2 separate regions of the Sus scrofa genome follow, and region 1 is linked to region 2. Evidence: chromatin contacts called from public promoter capture Hi-C data. All regions are on one chromosome and are shown on one strand. The core of a region is the stretch at or near the end of the contact, and the rest is flanking DNA. Distances in the headings are between cores, read along the strand shown. Region 1 holds the start of CDKN2C (cyclin-dependent kinase 4 inhibitor C). Region 2 holds the start of EPS15 (epidermal growth factor receptor substrate 15).

Region 1 (3,720 bases), core at 510-3,009, 510 kb before region 2:
ATAGGCCAGCAGCAACAGCTCTGATTGGACCCCCTAGCCTGGGAACCTCCATATGCCGTGGGTGTGGCCCTATAAAGACAAAAGACAAAAAAAAAAAAAAAGACTTACTATAATCTCTTCTTTTAGCAAGAAACCATAATAAATGCTAGAAAGCAACATTCATATTTTTCAGAAACCATAATAAATGCTAGAAAGCAGCTTTCATAAATTACCGGTTATCTCTTATCAGCTAACAGTTCTACTATATCATCACACACCCCAGCTGTACTGAAAGATTACATAGTAATTTCCCAGAACCATTTATGTAAATTGTATTATCTGTGGTATTTACTGGTATATATGGAATCCTAAATCTTCTATTTGAAATATCTAAATACATGTAAAAATAAGAGGAGTTAATTTCTTTTGCTATAGTTCATTTTTCATTCACATTTCAAGCTTAGTTACCTAAAAAAAGAGCTCTGGTTATTTACTTTTTTTTTTCTCACCAATTCGGTTAAAGAGAACACTGCCAGATTCTTCCCAGTTTCAACTCTCCCTCTACAATCTGTTGCTAGATGATTATCCAGATATTGTTGGTGTGTTTTTTGTTGCTAATAGTCCCCGTGTACTTCAAGGAGCTGGGTATAGATGTTGCTTGAGGATATTATGCCTGCTATAGGCCAGTAATAGTTAGACCACCTGTCTTTTTTTTTTTTTTTTGCTTAGTTTCATTTTGACCACTAGGTGCACCATGCAGCAGTGCTGGATATTTTTAAGAGCAAAAAATATAGAAAGCAGTAGTTGATTAATCTTAAATAGCTACAAGAGGAAGTAAAAAGTACAGAGAACTGGTGTCCTGATGACTGACCAGGGAAGATACGATTCCTTTACATTTACATCCCCCAAAACAAGTCTCATCTAAGAAATTAAAGAACTGTGACAGTAAAGAAATAGTCTTGTTAGAAAACCCTTCCCAGGACTTATTTTTTATTTTGCTTTAAAGTTAGTTGCTTTTCTCCCTTTCCCCAAAGAAAGGGAATATTTCAAGTCCCTGTAACATGAAGGCTTCAGAGTTCGTCATGATTTCTTACCTATACAGTGCCTTCAGTTTTCGCAAAAAATAAATAAATAAATAAAATAAGAGGAAGAAGGCTATAAAAGACTTCTCCTTTTTCAGAGCACTGTTTTTGCTGTCATTTGGGTTTCTCCCTCAACCCCTGCAGCTACCTCTGTCCATCGTGGCCCTGGTCGTTGATCTGGCAGGTGCGAGGCCGCAGCTCTGGACTGAGAAAAGGAGGCCGAGTTGACACGGCTCGCGCCCCAGAAGCGGCGGCAGCCGTAGGCCTGGCTGCCCGAACTTCGAGAGCCTAGCGCGGGAGCGCGGAGGCGGGCCGGCCTGCCCCGCCAAGCCCGGGGAAACACTCGCTTCGGGCCAGCTTTCCGCCTTCCAGCAGCCAGACCCACCGAGCTTTGCTCTCCACAGCCTTAATTAACAAGCCTCTTTCACCCCACCTCCGCCCCACCCCCGCTCCCGGCCCCGGGCAGCCCGGGGTTCCGCAGACTCCATTCCGCCCGCCAGTGGGAAGAGGTCAAACCCTGCTCCACCGGGCCGAAAGCCGCTCGAGCTGGGGCCGGGCCTCCGAGCTGGCGGGTGGGAGCCAGCGCAGGAGACGGAGGGAGGAATGCAAGCTGCTAACAGGCTAGAAAAAGGGCGCCGGGCAAGGGGCGGGGCGAGCCCGGCCGAGAGCTCGAGCGCCGCCAGCGCGGAGGGCGGGGCGTGGGCGGCGCCCTGCGTTCCCGCTCCCGCGGCCAGCAACTCTGCAGAGCCTCCTTAAAACTGCCGTTAAAATGGGGGCGGGTTTTTCAACTCAAAAAGCGCTCAATTTTTTTCTTTTCAAAAAAAGCTGATGAAGTCGGAAAAAGGGAGAAGAAACCGGCACCGTCTCTGCAGCAGCAACAGAAGCAGCAATTGTTTGAGCGAAAAAAGAAGCAAGGGAGGGAGGGAAGGAAAAGACCAGAAAGGGGCACGACGCACAAGTGTCTGTAGGGGTGAAGGGAGCCGGGACCGGTGATTTGAGGGGGACCAGCTACAAAAGAAACTGTCACTGGGAGCGCTGCGGCTCTGGAGGAAGCAGTGCTACCCGGCTCCGCTCCGGGCACAGCTGGCTGGCGGCCTCTGCCCTTTCGGCGCCACAGGCTGGGGGCACAGGCCAGGGGACCGCGAGAGGTTGGCGAAGTGGCACCGGGCGCCGAAGCCGTTGGGCTTTCCCCGAGAGGGCAGCGGGACTGGCTGTGCCTTGGAATTGTGGCAGCACCCCATACTCAAAGCTTGGCCTGGGACCTCCGGGGACCCTCGCGATCTCCAGAGGACCTCAGAAAACCGGGAAAGGAAGGAAAAGAGGCGGCGGCGGCTGAATGAACTTCTGCAGTAGGAAGTCTGAACTGGCTTGGTCGTAGGCGGGAAGTTCCCGGTGGGCTGCCGTGTGCGACCGCGATGCTGCAGCGCGCTGCCTCAGCGGACCCGGACCCGTAGACGCTTCCCGCATCGCTCTCCCCCGTCCTCGCTTCTGGAAGCCCCGGGACCCTGTGGGGCCGGCATGACCGGCTTGCCGGGGACCCGCCGCGCGCCCGGCCGTCTCCGGAGACGCGCGCCGAGCCTGGCTCCCACGGCCTCTGAGGCTCGGCGGGGCTGCGGTAGCCGGGCGGGCGGGCTCCGGAGCCCTCCCGCGCGGCGTTAGCCCGCAGCTCGGCCCGGACGCAAATAAAGGCTCTTCCCGAGAAGCCAAGGCCACTGAGGAGCTGTTGCGATCTGTAACTTGAGGGCCACGGAACTGCTACTCTGGTTTGCTTTTGGCGATCATCTTTAACCCCCAGAGCACGTCAGCAGCCAGCCACCGCGGCGCTCTCCCTGCAGCGGAGGACGCACGACTACTCTTTCGGCGAGACGGATGGAGACCGAGTCCCCCCGAGGACCTGCCCTGCGGTTCTGGCTCGCGTGGCTCAGGTCACCACCGTGAACAAGGGTGGGTGAATGCCTTTTCTTCCCCCAAATGTCTCTTCTTCCGCAGTATTTTCTTCCCTGATCTAGTCCCTTAAATCTCCGCACACATTCCTCACAGAGATTAGCAGTGTACGTACGTGACAGCTCAGCCTACATTTTACGTCCAGAGTAATTTACCAGGAATATATGTGTGTCTGCATATCTCTCTGTTAATCACTAGACTTCTTCATAGGGGTTAAGCTAAAAAGCGAGGAGCGGAGCCCCTCTCCAATGGCTCAGTTTTGCTGAATAATCACGTGTGAATCGAGGGGCGGGCTTTTGGCAGGCAGATCTTACTAGTATTTACTACCAAGCTCTACTCCAGATTAACCATCCCAGTCCTTCTGTCAGTCTCCGATGCCATCATGCAGCCTGGTTAGGAGCAAAGGAAAGGGGAAAAAGAAAAACAACTAATTCATCTTTTCCCGATCGTCAGGACCCTAAAGAATGGCCGAGCCTTGGGGGAACGAGTTGGCGTCCGCAGCTGCCAGGGGGGACCTAGAGCAACTTACTAGTTTGTTGCAAAATAATGTAAACGTCAATGCACAAAATGGATTTGGAAGGACTGCGCTGCAGGTTGGTATCCAGAGAGGTGGGGAAAACAGGTCAACAATGTTGCCTACGTGACCCGGGTTTCTAGAATAATAGCTTTTAAGCCTTCAGGGGTACAAAATTTCACTGTTTTTAAAACTAGTTGG
Region 2 (3,902 bases), core at 1,195-3,694:
TGTGTGTGCTGGGGGTGGAGTGGGGGTTGGTGTGATAGTAAACAGATCAATAATGAATGTGAAACCAGGTTGCATTGTTATTTCAGATTATTTGCCTCAAGCAGATAAAAAAATCAAAAAACACAAATCAGCCAAGTTTTTAAATAACAAGGAGGCACATTATAACAAATATATTAACATTTGGGAAGGTTCTTTTTCCTGAGCCTTTACAGTATATCTTATTCTCTCTTAATGTCTTAAAATCAAAATATTCTAAATTGATTTATTTAGATTTTCAATGTAAATGAACCATCAATGTTTGTTCTCTCATATGTGAAACACTGAAGGATTATATTCCTGATTCAGTATTTACTCTGTGTACAGGTTAATATTTAAATATATAACTGCAAGAACATACTTAAATTATTTAACTGTCTATAAAACTGACAGAGCCTGAAGAAAATATCCAGAGATGAATGAGAGTAAATAGAAACTAAAAACACAGTCTTACAGGAAGAGAATAAAGTAAGCACAAAACTAGGAAGCAAATCTATACAAGTCCTCAGGAGAACAAAATCTTCAGGAAAGGAAAACTCCTGCTGGAAATGGCTAACAGAGCCAGACAGCAACAGCCTGCCTAAAGGATCTTGTTTAATGGGTATCACTAACTAGACTATTAAAAAGTGAGCGCCCACTCCAAAAAAGTGAACACTCAAAAGTCAATGTTGCCATTTCTCAAATTTCAGGAATACCCTTACAAAGAGATTTGCCACCAAGACAAAATCCCCACATTCCAAGTATTCTTCCCCATTATGTGCTTGTCAAAATAGGATAAGCAACACCAGAGTGGGAAATAAACACACTTCACTTATGAAGCTGATAATTCCTGCAAGCTGAAGTTAATTTTTATTTTACCTGAGGCACGTGTTTACAATGTGATTCCTGGTTCCTGGGGAGAATATTTTTCACTCAGTCTATCTTAGAATGCTTGGCAAAATGCCCCCACGTCTCTTGCTCCCAACACGGAAAACTCTCCAGCCCAAATGTATAACCTATCCCCGTGTTTTGCCTTAGAAGCCCTGACAAATCCAGGCCAAGGAGACTACAAGGTGGCAGGGAAATACTACAGGGCAGGCAGGAAGGCTTGCATGGGCCCCAGCACAGAGGTGCAGAGCCACCAGCTCACTCGGGAGAAAGCAGGCTGAAAAGTAAGGCTGGGGTGGGTTTGGTCAAAAAAGTGGAAAGGGACTGACAGGTGCACATCCCCTCATCATCCTGTACATCATGGAAAGATTACAACAAGCTTTCTTTACAGAGAGGGGGGCACGAGGCTCCCAGGGAGAGTGAGGTTGAGCAGTTTTACGGGAAGCACGAGGACTGGGCTCTGAAGGAAGCAGAAAGGCAAGGAAAAGACCCTGAAAACAGGTTTTGGTGAAGATTCCCCCAGGATGAGCAAGTCGTTCCCAGCACCGAGACTGGAGGAACCATCACACCTGTTAAAGGATGACTCCCTGTTATCCGCGTGGACAGCGATGTTGACCCCACAGAGTAGGAGTGGTAGCACAACTGAGGGAAAGACTGAATCTGGGGATCTGACGCCGCACGAAACCTGATCAGGAGGGGAAGAGGCTGAATCCCAGGACGGGGCCAGCAGGGCAAGGGTGCGTGCGCTCCGGTGGGATGAGACTTATTTGGAAGAGAGCTGACTTAAGGAAACTACTGGGGAAGAGAGGGCTATCGCCGGACTCCAGCAGGAAAAGGCCGGTTTAGAAAGGAAAGCCTGGCTCGGAGGGGTCCTGGGTGTCCGGCTCGGGAAGGCGAGCCTCGTGAGGGACCGGGGCTGAGCCGGGGGGGCTGAGGCTGATCCGCGCGAGCTCAACAGGAGCTCACCTGGGGAGCGTGTGGCCTGGAAGGAGGAAACTTCCTGGGTGGGTGAAGGCGGACCGGAGTGAGAGAGGTGGGCACCGACCGAGCGGGGCGAGGGGCACCGAGGGGTCGAGGGGAGTGGGCGCCGCCTGGGGCGGCGCCGGGGCGCAAACTGGCCGGGGCGGGGTCTGGGCAGCCGCCGCGAAGCTGCCGGCTCGGGATGGCGCCCTCCCCCCGTCACACTCGCACACACACACGCGCGCACACACACACACAGACACGCGCGCGCGCGCTCCGTCTCGGTCGCCCCGCCCGCCCGCCCGGGCCCGAGAGAAACTGCCCGGGTCGGTGAACCACAGGGCAGTGGGGGAGGGGGCCAGGGACACCGGCCGACCAGCCCACTGGACGGGCGGGCCGCGTTACCTGTGTCAGGGAAAGCTGGGCCGCCGCAGCCATGGTGTTTCCATCATGCACGGGAGGAGAAGGAAGGACGAGCGGACGGGGTCTCCGGGGGAGGAGGAGGCGGAGGGAGCGGCCGGAGGCGAGGCCCGGGCAGGCGGGCGTCTCCCCGAACTTCGACAACTTCCCTCCTCTCGCCCGCCCCGCCCCGCCTGGCCCCGCCCGCCCGGCGCAGGCCGCGGCGGCCCCCAAATCCTGGCGCCGGAGTTGTTGCCACCGGACCGGAGCCTACTCTTGGGGCCGCCGGAGAAAACCCGGCCCGTAAAGAAATGAAGGTGGGCGGCCTGTGAAGATAGAGGCAGAGGCCGCTCTCCATTGTCCCGAGAACTTTAAGCAAGTCACCTGCCAACTCTAAGCTTCTGCTTCTGAAAAAAGGGGGAAATTATATCCAAAGTCCAGATTGCTTGTGAGGATTAAATGAGATCTTTATAAGAAATAACAGCACTTTATATATGTCAGAATCTATGTTAGACGCTTTATTTTTTAATTGTATAAATGAAGGGACTGAGACATAAATATATTGCACAAGTGAGGAAACTGAAACACAAATAGGTGTCACACGTAAGCTGGTTCGATAGCTGGTGAAGTAGAATCCACGTCTGACTCCAAAACTTTTCATTTAACCACCTGCTATTACAGTGTGATACCAACAAAGAAGACTCTAAAGTCATTCCCTCCGGGAGCTAGAGTCTACCTGGGAGGGGGAAAGAATGCTTTCCTGACCCACTTGCTGCCTCCCACACTCAGATTGTTCCATAAATGAGCACTGGGAGCTGCTCAGGTGCCTGCCGCATTCCTAAATCCTCCCCGGGTCCACCTGACAAACTCCTCTTACGTTCTCCAGAAACAACTCAAGGATCACGTCCTGTCCTTCGCAAAGCATCTCCCGACCTCCGCAAGTCGGAGCTACACACTCCTCTTTTTAACACTTCTTCTCTACGTTATGAAGTCACCACCCTGATGACCGTTTCCATCTGTCTGCTCTCTCGACTGGGAGCCTCAATGATAAGGACTGTTTCTGATACATAGAATGTGTTAGGTGTTCATTATAAGGCCTTAATTCCTGCCAAGTCAAACATGACACAGACTACACTTTCTTTGTCTCTTTTTAGGGCTGCACCTGCTGCATATGGAGGTTCCCAGGCTAGGGGCCAAATCGGAGCTGCAGCTGCCGGCCTATGCCACAGCTGCAGCAATGCCAGATCCGAGCCGCATCAGCGAACCACACCGCAGTTCACGGCAAAACTGGATGCTCAATCTGCTGAGCGAGGTCAGGGGTCAAACTTGCACCCTCATGGTTACTAGTCAGATTCGTTTTTCACTGAGCCATGACTGAAACTCCTATACTTTCTTTTTGTTTGTTTGTTTTGCTATTTCTTGAGCTGCTCCCGCAGCATATGGAGTTTCCCAGGCTAGAGGTCCAGTGGGAGCTATAGCCAACGGCCTACGCCAGAGCCACAGGAAGATGGGATCCCAGACGCGTCTGCAACCTACACCACAGCTCACGGCAACGCCGGATCCTCAACCCACTGAGCAAGGCCAGGGATAGAACCCTCAACCTCATGGTTCCTCGTCGGATTCGTTAACCACTGAGCCAC

Evidence for each region. Promoter capture Hi-C pulls out the DNA fragments that hold promoters and counts their contacts.
Region 1: a contact with region 2 is called in a promoter capture Hi-C map of liver, with 5 times the contacts expected there. The contact joins the promoter of CDKN2C here to the promoter of EPS15 in region 2. A contact is called at or near these places in 2 of 5 promoter capture datasets (fetal liver and liver), 1 of 47 Hi-C or Micro-C datasets (heart right ventricle) and 1 of 2 datasets of contacts at active chromatin or transcription factors (skeletal muscle).

What each region holds. Positions count from the first base shown.
Region 1 is chr6:161,164,720-161,168,439 of Sscrofa11.1, reverse strand. It overlaps CDKN2C (cyclin-dependent kinase 4 inhibitor C), which reads left to right and starts at 1,759. Exons shown (of 3, transcript XM_003127980.4): 1 at 1,759-3,005; 2 at 3,459-3,598. The coding sequence starts at 3,470.
Region 2 is chr6:160,652,437-160,656,338 of Sscrofa11.1, reverse strand. EPS15 (epidermal growth factor receptor substrate 15) reads right to left here and starts at 2,444. Exons shown (of 24, transcript XM_021096667.1): 1 at 2,269-2,444. The coding sequence starts at 2,301.